2 separate regions of the Arachis hypogaea genome follow, and region 2 is linked to region 1. Evidence: chromatin contacts called from public Hi-C data. All regions are on one chromosome and are shown on one strand. The core of a region is the stretch at or near the end of the contact, and the rest is flanking DNA. Distances in the headings are between cores, read along the strand shown. Region 1 has its middle 9.6 kb from the start of LOC112765166. Region 2 holds the start of LOC112764062 (protein PMR5).

What was found. Hi-C and Micro-C count contacts between places; a contact is called where the count stands out from the background.
Region 2: a Hi-C map of leaf shows a contact between it and region 1, with 3 times the contacts expected there. The contact joins the promoter of LOC112764062 here to the enhancer-like site in region 1. A contact is called at or near these places in 3 of 8 Hi-C or Micro-C datasets (leaf and an unstated tissue).

What each region holds. Positions count from the first base shown.
Region 1 is chr17:27,032,843-27,038,599 of arahy.Tifrunner.gnm2.J5K5, reverse strand. No RefSeq gene overlaps it. Among protein-coding and RNA genes, the nearest start is that of LOC112765166, 9.6 kb to the right of the region's middle. Within about 2 kb of position 3,214, at least 1 of the 3 cell types and tissues checked has open chromatin away from gene starts, as enhancers often do.
Region 2 is chr17:27,199,897-27,205,653 of arahy.Tifrunner.gnm2.J5K5, reverse strand. It overlaps LOC112764062 (protein PMR5), which reads left to right and starts at 3,513. Exons shown (of 5, transcript XM_025809589.3): 1 at 3,513-4,033; 2 at 4,110-4,281; 3 at 4,857-5,035; 4 at 5,453-5,611. The coding sequence starts at 3,732.

The DNA.
Region 1 (5,757 bases), core at 1,965-4,464:
AAAATTTAACCCAGGATCCCACTAGACGTGCCAATTTGTTTCACTCAATTTTTGTAATCTCGACAGAGTGTCTCGACAAGGTGTCAAAATTGAGCTTGTATCAAGATCTTAAATATTGGGGAGCAAATACGACTCCTCTGAAAAAAGAGTGGGTTGATCCGGAAATTACTTTATTATAGTGTCAAAGCAATCTTACGTAGGAATCACCAGTGGTTGAATAACAAGGGAATAAACAATTAGATAAAGAAGACAACAAAAATATAAAACATTGATCAAAGCAAAATAATAGCAAAATAATAACAAAATTCAAATGAAATAAACGTCAATGAATCAAATAAGCAAAAGAAAACAAGTTAAAAATTGACTTCTAACACTCACATGCACTTGCATTCCATATTCTTTCGTTATGTCACAGAGACTGGGAATCTATGAGTTTATGTGATGATCTAGTGTTCTTAGTTGAAGTTCCAAAACTCTTCTAAGTTTCTATTACTTACAAGCCATGGAGATGAACTTGCCCGGGAGGATGTTGTCCACTACCTTACTTCCTCTTTTTTATAGCCATGACCTTGTCCTGACCATGAGGAATTTTGATCCCCAAATTTTGACATCCACGTCTCTCTTGGTCTTCAAGTCCCATGTCTCTTCAGCTTACTCCTTGAATTCCGCATCCATGTTCTCCACTTAGTTCTGATGGTCGAGAAGTAAACCTTGATGCTTAAGGAAATGTAATAACTACCTTTCGACTTTGACGCTCCTTGTACCATCTTTCTTTGATTTCTGTTTTATCCATTCTTGTTTCGGTAATTGAAATCTTTGGTAGTCGAAATATCCTCCTTGTAAAGAGAAATCTATTTTTTTGTACTAAAGAAGATTGAACATGTGGGAGGCCAACAAATTCAAATAACATACACACAAATTTGTAACATATAAATTAAAATAAAATAAATTAGAGTTACTTATACAACTTATATATAAGAATATTTAAATAATTTTTTTTCGAGAATTTTATGGATTTTCGTAGAACAATCGCCTTTATTTCCATTTATTTGTGGGAGCGGATTCCTATTTCCGTAAAAATTTTATGGTCTCCATTAGCCTCCTTGTCACGAATAATTTTTTGTACGAATTTTTTTTGTCGTCTCTATTAATGATAATCAACTTAATTACATATTATAAGTATAAATCAGATATCATGTGAAGCTTCCTATAAGACCCTGCAACACAACTGTATTTATCCTTTTTCAGAGACACTTGTTAAATAATGTATTTGAACAACTTAAATAGTTAAATCTATAGGTATAAAAAATCTCTCTTATCTACATCATAGAATTGGCCTTAAGTAAAAAGAGGTAATTGAAGAAAGTTAATGTAACTATGTAAGTTGGTCAATTCGAAAGTTAGAACCGTGGTAAATGGTAAGTGTAATTTAGACAAGAGTAAAAGACAAATAGGTCCCTGACCTTTTAAAACGCGGACATTTTCGTCCCTCAAGATTGAAAAATACATTTCGATCCTCCACGTTTTAAAACGGCGGACAATTATACCCCTCCGTCCGTTTTGGACCAAAAATGGCAACGGAACCAGCTGACATGGAGGGGTAGAGAATGACGTGTCCGTTACACTTGCTGAAATGGATTGGGACGAATTTTTAGTGGACAAATTCGTCCCTTAAGTGCAAAACGACGCCGTAAGCATGAGTGAGCCCTATTTCATCAAAATGCAAGGCGGAAGCCATGCCTGCTGCTTGTGCGATCGTCCATGGCGAGTGGGGGGTTCTTCATGCACAAGACCTGGAAACACTTTGGGAGGTGTGGCTCATGCTAAGCCCCTCAGTCGCCATAGTCTCTGTCGTCGCTACGCCATCTCAGTCGCCGCTCGCTTTTCCTCTCTATCTCTCTCTGTGCCTCTCTGGTTCGCTTCTTTCTTCCTCTTAACTTGTCGTAGGTATTTTCTTTTTGGTTATAGTTTCTCTTGATCTTATCGTAGTGTTCACGGGGATGATAAATTGATGCGTTTGGTCAATGTATTTTTTTTTTACATGACTGCGTTTAACATACTTGATGAAATGCCCCAATAACAAGTAGGTTCTTTCTGTCGTGTGTTTTGGTCCTTTGCTACTAAATTGCACCATTAGTTGAAAGATGTATTTACTTATTCTCTCTCGGTTGTTCATGGTGATTTTTGTGTGATTTTCTATTCTTGATTTTTTTTTTTTTTTTATACTTTCTTCTATTGCTTATGTAATGTAACTTTTATGATTCTTAGTTGCTTGATTTTGTTTTGATAAAATAATTTTGTGCTCTATTTTTAATTTGAACTCTTAAATATAAATTTGAAATGAATACATGGATCCATTCTTACGTGTTTTAGTATTTATGAATGTTCAACTTGGTTGTTTCTTAGAAATTCTGAGTTTGTACCTTAGGTTTGTTCCTTCATCCTTTAGAGTTGAGTGGCATGATCTGTTCTGTTTTCTTCTTGGATGGTCAAAGGCGCTTTTTGCAATGATTCAACCCACTTATTCAGTTCTTGGTGGCTTGCATTGATTATTGTATAGACTTTTCTTTTGTTATGTGAGTGGGTGAATTAATAAGAGTAATGTTTTATTATGAGGTTGAAGAAAGAGGATTCAGAATTGGGATTAGATCCTAAATTGTATGTTCACATTTAACTTGTGAATAATTGTTTCTGTGCTAATTTCAGCAATAAGGGAAGAATAATTGTTTTGCACTTAAGGGACGAATTTGTCCACTAAAAATTCGTCCCAATCCACTTCAGCAAGTGTAACGGACACGTCATTCTCTACCCCTCCATGTCAGCTGGTTCCGTTGCCGTTTTTGGCCCAAAATGGACGGAGGGGTATAATTGTCCGCCGTTTTAAAATGTGAGGGATCGAAATGTATTTTTTCAATCTTGAGGGACGAAAATGTCCGCATTTTAAAAAGTCAGGGACCTATTTATCTTTTACCCTTTAGTTCAATTTTTTCTATCCAAAACAATAAAAAAATCTCACATACCAGCAAACTCGAAAACTAGTAAAGCCCAAAATTTCAACAATCTCACAAGTTTAAAATTCAGCTGAAGACGAAACCTGTCCAAAACAAACCCAAATCAAATTAGCTTTTTGTTTTTGTCTTAATCAAATGAGCCTTAGAAATGATATTTTATGGGGTCTCTATTCGCTTTATCTATGTTTGTTGTTCTTTAGTTTCTTTTTTGGACCTTCGGCCCTTTTCTGTAGCTTGAAAAATATTTATCCTAAGAACAATAAAAACTTCACTGTTTTATTTTGCCTATGTTTATTGTTCTTTTTTTTTTTCCTTATGGATGTTCCTTTTTTTGTCAGTTGGGTTTCTTTTGGGTTTTCGACCCCTTCTTAAGTGGTGAAGCTTGAAGAGAATTTTTGAAGGAACCAATAATTTAAATATAAAATTATATAATGATATTTATATTTAAATTTTAACATATTTTTTGGTGGAGTTTCGAAGGTTACAACTTGTGAATTCTTCATCAAATCTACACAAATATAATCATACTAATAATTATTGAATATTTTAATATTTTGTCTTAAAGAATTAAATTAACAAACCAATAAAATATAAATAGTACTAAATAAAATAAAATCTTAATTTCAATTCCACTAATCTATTCTATTATATAAAAATCGGATTTCTGCACTTAATAATGGAGCTGACGTGGCATGCTTTTGAGAGTGTTTCCCAATTTATTTCTTTTAACTCATTAAATATCTATCTATTCTATTATCTATTATCTATTATATCTATTATATATTATATTATATTATATATTATATAAAAATCGGATTTCTGCACTTAATGATGGAGTTGACGTGGCATGCTTCTGAGAGTGTTTCCCTATTTATTTCTTTAAACTCATTAAATATCTATCTATTCTATTATCTATTATCTATTATATCTATTATATCTATTATCTATTATCTATTATATCTATTATATCTATATAAAAATCAGATTTTTGCACTTAATGATGGAGCTGACGTGGCATGCTTCTGAGAGTGTTTCCCTATTTATTTCTTTTAACTCATTAAATACAAGTTATTACGATAAACTAACTATATCAACTAATTGATTTGATTAGATATATAATTTATTATAATTTATATCAATTTGCTTTGGTAATATTTCCTAAATTATTTATTGTAATATTCTGATAGTATTTTTTAATTTATTTCTTTTAATTTATTAAACTAAATTTATTGTGTGTACTAATTAATTAATTTGATTAATTTATTAGTTATTAAAATAATAAATCTATGAATAAAATAGACAATTGAGATATTTTCAACTAATAATTAAATAAAAATAAATCATATATATTGAGCTAAATTCAAATTATGTGAATTAATGACTAAATTAAAATAAGATAATTTCTTACTTATTCAAGTTGAGTGCAATAAATACAAATTAATTTTGTTAGATAATGATAGTTGTCTGGTCTATTATATATAGATGGCCACACAAAATTATAAGAATCGTGATTTTTATCGCTCTTACTATTTCAAGTTTTCAACTCTTATTTTCTTCTTTTTTTTCCTGTATGTATAATTTCTTTTATATATAAATGTACCCAAAATGAGAAAGTACAGATGAATATTTTATTGATTGTTTGTTTGATGAATATATCTCAATTTAGACATTCTACTACTGTGGATAGAAGTTGACCTGTAGCAATTCAAAGTGGCCAATGTATTTTTTATAGTATTAGATAGAAGAATATTTGTTAAAATAAATATACCCATTGTAATGATTTTTTTTCAATTGTTATATTTTTATGTCGGATGTGTAAATTCTTTGAAGGTACAAGATAATAAAATAAGTTGACTTTAATAGTTCAAATAAGCACCACTAATTATATTTAAAAAATAATTTTGTAATAATAATGTGATTTACGTATTAATTTTTTCATGTAAATTCATTTTAAAATGTAGAAATTAGACTCAATTACGCTAAAATTTTAAAGGTAATATATAATTTGACGATAAAATTAACATTTATTAAGGAAATAAATTTATTTATGGCTATTTTCTAACTATAAATAATAACAAGACTTATGAAAAAATATTAATGTCATCATTTTTATTAATTAAATTATAAAAATACGGAGTTACCATGAATAATATCAAAACTGATATAGAAGTGTAAATTTGGATAAAAATATGAAGTTACCATTTGAATTATAATTTATATATAATATATAAAAATATTAATATAATTTTACTCTATTATATATAATTTTTTCTGTTATATTTTGGATTATATTTTATGTTTGATTGATTATAAACTTGAAAATTTTTTAATAATATATTTTGGACAATATTTATTTTATTTTAGACAATGTTGATTTTATTATTTTGTTTCAATAAATTTAGTTTATAATTATGTTTATTACATATTTATAATTATAAACACTTTAATATGCGTGAATTTAAAAATTATAATTTTTTTATGTTTTTAGAAATTATAAATTTATTGAAATTGTTGGGAAATTATATATATTGTTTAATATTTAATGGTTTATAAAAAAAAAGGAGAACCCGCCAACTCGCCAGCGTACCATTAGGCGGGACGGGGGAGAAATTCAGGACCGCCTTACTAGGTGGGGCGGGGCGGGCCAGCCCACCAGATGGCGGGCTTTTCCGTTTGTCACCCCTAATGGGACATGAACATAAGTACCCGCCGCATAGAACCTATTAAATATACGAGAATATAAAAT
Region 2 (5,757 bases), core at 2,264-4,763, 170 kb before region 1:
CATGTGGTCTCTGTGATTTCACATGTTGGTGTTGCTGCCATGATTTTTTTCTCCTAATCTCTATCCATTGGTGTCCCTCCTCCCTCACTCTCTCTCGTGTTTTCTCTCATGATTTTTTTCTAATGCTAGTTAGCTTAATTAATTAATTAAGACATATGTTGAAGAAGAGAGGAGTTGAATGAATTACTTAAAAGGCTCGAAAATTTTTTCTCTAAAGTTAATTCACTAGTTACCTAAAATCATTTGTTTTTTGAAGAATGTTATATGAATATAGCATGTTCACACCAGTCATACATCTAATTTATTAATTTCCGTTATTTTAAATGATTTTAAGATGCATTATAATTTAATTGAATAGTCATATCTATTTAAAAATATTTAGCCATAATATGTATATAAGTAATGCTACACATCCAAATCTTTTATAAATTAAATATAATTAAGTTAAATAATAAAATTTAATTATAATTAATTTTTATTATGTTATACCAATTTAATTAGATTTAATTAACAAAAAAACTTAAACTTATAGTGTTATTCTTTGTACAAATAAAATTTTTACATGTTCTTAGTGTATGACCTAAACACACTCTAAGAAACTAGATCACGTCAAACGATCATATCTATTTTTATACACTACTAGTTAGCACCACAAATTGTCTAATTTAATATTGTACTGCATAACATGAGTAATATGAACAACGAGCGAAAGCAATCGGAAGCCTCCTCGATAGCAATATCAGCATTAGACTGAACAAGAGCTCTAGGATGCAGCTGAAGATGTGCGACAGACAACGAAACTTCTTTTCGGCAGCGGCTACGGTGCCAACACCGAATTGGATGGTGATGTTGTGCTTTTGGGAATAGACGAAATGAACCTTTATGGTGGGAACTCTGGATAGTAACACAATAGAGGATTACATCGCTAAGATTAACAACAAAATCAACCAATACCAATAAAGAATCAGAGAAAAAATTATAAAGGAATAGTTTTTAATCGTTTAAGTTATTTTTCCCCTTTTTTCTTAAATTGGAGGGCTTTCTTTGTGTAAAGGGATGTGGTGAAAAAGTGGAAAAGGGCTCACTATACCGAATTTTTTTATCAAGAACCGATTGAGGTCTTCTACCACTACCACCACCATTGATTTTGACCTGGTCTGATGTATGAGTAGTTTTGAACTCTATGGTAAGAATTTTAAAAGTGCAGGTTGGGTTATGGAAGGTTGAAAAAGTGAGTTGAGGTTGAGGGTGGGGGTAATTTAAAAATTTTATTAAAAAATCAACAAAAAATTAGGATTTGGATACTTTTGTCATAGGAAACCCATCTTCCATGAGTATAGTGTTAATTTTTTTATTTTATAGGTACTTTTGTTAGCATTCTAAACTTTATGGGTACTTTTGGTAGTTTTTTCTTTTTAAAAATCCTAATATCTTTTTTTTTCTCTTCTTCCTTCTTCCCTAATTTCCTCACTGCACATCCCCAGCAATTCCCCTTTTCCTTCCCCTTCGTCACTCGTCTCGGTTCCCTTTTCTTCGGCCCATTTAGGTTCATCTCCATCGGTTCCCTTCCTTCCCCTCACTGTGAGTCAACTAGTATGGATTTTAATTTCGATCGTTCTTCCTTTATACTCTAAACTCTTTTCTTTAAAACTGACAACATTTGCAATTTCGCAAGAGAGTAGTAAAGAATTATAGAATCAAAAGATCCAAACGAAAATTAAAGGCAAGGGTTTGGAGACCCAAGTTTAAGCCCCTACTCTATTGCCTGTAAGATTCATCAGCTACAGCTCTTCCTACTCTTCTTCCTCCTCCTCTCATGGATTCGAAGCCGCAAAATTTAGCTTCTAGTTCTACTCATCAGTCAACAGATTCCAACAAGAACGAACGGCTATATAAGCATGATGTATTTTGACTTTCAGAGGCATCGACACTTGCAACAATTTCACCGATCATCTTCATCATAACCTCATCATGAAATGAGTTTTCGCCTTCAAGGACAACGAGAGGGGAACGAAGAAGAAAGGGGAACCTATCTCATTCCAGCTACTGCAGGCCATCAGAGGTTCCTGCATTTCTATCGTTGTCTCTCAAGTGATTATGCTTCTTCCACATAGTGCTTCAATGAAATGACTACCATAGCTCAATGCATGAAAGAGTTCATACAAAAGGTTTTCTCGATTTTTTATGATGAGATCTTTCTGATGTTCGAAAGTAGAGTGGGGCGTACGAGGATGCTCAGGGAAGAAGAAGTGAAAAAAAGAATTAGGATTTTAGAAAATTGAAATTGTGTTTTTAAAATTATAAAAATTAAAAGTGGACAACTTTTGTAATTATGATAATTGTTAACTGACACGTCACTCCTAAACCTTAACTTCAAGTAACTCAATTGACGGTTGATCATTTTTATCAAATTTTAAAATTTTTTGAAAATTATTTTGTCAATAACAAAAATTGGGTACTATTTTACCAACGTTAGAATATTTTGAATACTGATTTTGTATTTATCTCATTTATCTAACATGAATATCAGAAATTTGAGTCAAAGGGAAGTAAGGACCAATTATCTAACAAGTAACAAGTGAGTATTTTTAGTGAATAAAAATTTATTACAAATTTAAATGTCTGATGTGAAAATTTTTAGAGACCAATTTATGTATTTATTTTTCAAAATATTTAAAATACAAATAGAATGAAAATAAAAGACATTAATATTTAAAAATATTTAAATATTTTTCTGCAACCAAAAAATAAGTTACCAATAAAAAAAGAATTTAGATAATTTATACTTTAAAGACATATATTAAAATTATAAAATATTTTTTAAAAAAAGTATAAAATATTTAATTTTTTTAATGCATTTATGTTGTATTTATTAACAAAAAATTTAAAACTTCTATTGATAATAATCTTATTATGTGTTTTTATATTAGGTCACAAGTTAACCAAACTCATAAAAATGTTACACGAAGATAATGGAACACCTTTTTAAATTCGTACTCTCAGTTGAAATCCGTTAAAAATTTTTACAATAGAAGAAAACAAAATAGGAGAAACATAAACAAATTTTTTTTTTTGGTGACTGAAACATAAACAAATTTGAGTACCTACTAAACCATATCTTCAAATAATCAAATTTCCGATAATAATTGCTATTTTTTTGCTCTAGGCAGATTATTCAAAATAACCTTACATCCATGCTAACATGAAAAGCAACTCGATCTTGAGATAATAAAGTAAAGTAAACGAATGATCAGTGTTCATCTGTGGCCAGAGACCCTAACAAGAAAAAAAAAAGAACCTTCGCTTTCACATCTCACTGCTCAATCATTGCACCTCCAAAATAACCATCACTTTTTCTTTACGTCCATTCCACCCATTCTACTTCTTGTGTATTGGACTCAATAATAATGATAAAATACAGAAATAGACTTTGATATATTAAAACTGTACAAATCTTTGCTAAACGATTAAAAAGTAGGATATTTAACTCTTTCTTGCATATAAAAGATGGATTTGAACACTAATGCTTACTTAAAAGATTAGTTAAAATGCACCTCCTTTCATATCTTGAGAAAAGGAAAACAGTTTTGTGAGGCACGTTAAGAGCACCACGTTCATGCAGCTAGCTAGCTAGCACACTCACTCACCCACCCACCCTTGTCTCCTTCAATTCCGAAACGGTTACCTCTTTTTTATTCCCTTCTAACTACCCACTGCAGCAACCAACAATAATGGCGCGTATGTCCTCCTTCTTTTCTCTGCTGCTTCTTCTTCACTTCCTTGTTCCCTTTCAATGCCACGTGGCTGCTTCCTCTTCTTCTTCTTCAGCTAAGTACCACCATAACCGTAACCACAGCAGCGCATGTTCATTGTTCGAGGGAAGTTGGGTGCGCGATGAAGAATACCCAATGCCATTGTACGAATATTCAAGGTGTCCAATCATAGACCCTGAATTCAACTGTCAAATGTACGGTCGTCCTGATTCTGCATACCTCACATATCGCTGGAAGCCTCTCTCTTGCGACCTTCCAAGGTATAATGTAACGGAATTTCTCTTACTATTATCATGCTCTTAGCTATTCTGAATGGTTTTGTGGCGTTCGTGATAGGTTCAATGGGATTGAGTTTTTTATGAAAATGGAAGGGAAGACGGTCATGTTTGTCGGTGACTCATTGGGAAGGAACCAATGGCAGTCTTTGATTTGCATGCTATCTTCTGCTGCACCTAATGCACGCACTCAATTTCTCAGTGGAGATCCTCTTTCAACCTTCAAATTCTTGGTCAGTTAAGTCTTTACTCTTTAACAATTTCTTATCAGTGAGTCACTCACTGAGTAATAATACTAAGATTATGTTTGATTTGTGGGGATACTAAATTTTCATGAATAAAATTACACATGTGTGATAACTTTCATTCATAGTAAGATGTTAGTTCAGATTTGAAAGGAAATAAAATAGGTTAAATGAGAGCTAAGAATAGTAGTTTTCTGCAACAGAGTAGCTTGTGTACCTCTCTTTGTTTAAGCTTCATTCATGATCTCTTATGTGGCAGGTTTCCCTTTTTTCTTTCTGTAATAGGACAAAGAATTTATAGAAAAAGTGCTTTATGACATGATTGTAATTAAAATTTGATGTGTGATGGTCCAATAACTATTGCAAGGCTCTCTTAGTTAGGGGACCCAAAAATTGCTGTCAGGCATTAATGTTGCCTAGTTGATACAAACTTAGCCACATTATCATTATGATTTACCCTATAGAAAATAGACTATATAGAAAAGGGAAAACAAAATATTGGAGCTACACATGTGAATGTGATCCTAATTGGGCTTTGAATTTTGGCATGTTGTGTATGTTAGGATTATGGTATGAGCATTTCATTCTACAGAGCACCTTATTTGGTGGATGTTGAGGTGTTCCAAGGGAAGAGAATTCTAAGGTTAGAAGAGGTAGGTAGGAATGGAGATGCATGGAAAAGTGCTGATGTTCTGTCATTTAACACTGGCCATTGGTGGACTCATCAAGGATCTCTCCAGGGGTAATATGCAACAATGTCTTTAACTCTCAACTTGCTTATCTTAAAATAGCAAAAATGATCTAAATGAAAATATTGGGATTTTGCCAATTTTTTTTCCTTTTTAAGGAGGAAAAAAATATGCAATTATACATCCTTTCAACTTTGTGTCATATGCACTTTACACCATGAAGTTGTCAAATGGTATAAAATCATGCCTTTTGTCGCCGTTTCCTTCAAAATTAATGGTCTTATGATGTGTTTAATTAACAAAATTACCCTGTATTACTTATTAGAAGGATAATTTTGAAAGAAAATATATTTTATAATGCTTTGTTCTTTTACACTTTCTGAAAACTCTAGTGTGTTGGATTCACATTCTAAAAGTATAACATGGAAATTATATGTAAAATAATTTGACTTTTGAGTAATGGAGTGCAGTTGGGATTATGTAAATTTAAGAGGAAAGTACTACCAAGACATGGATCGCTTGGCAGCTTTGGAAATAGGTATGAAAACATGGGCTAATTGGGTGGACAACAACATTGATAGAAGCAGAACCAAAGTCTTCTTTCAAGCAATTTCTCCTACACATTACAAGTAAGGAATCTACCTTATCTCCCTCTGTACATTATCTTATTTTAAGTAGTAAGATACCTAGCTTCATGATATAAGTATAACAGTGTGCTTGGTAAGAAAGACATCTTGTCTTTTACTTCATCATTTTATTCATAATTAACTAGTAA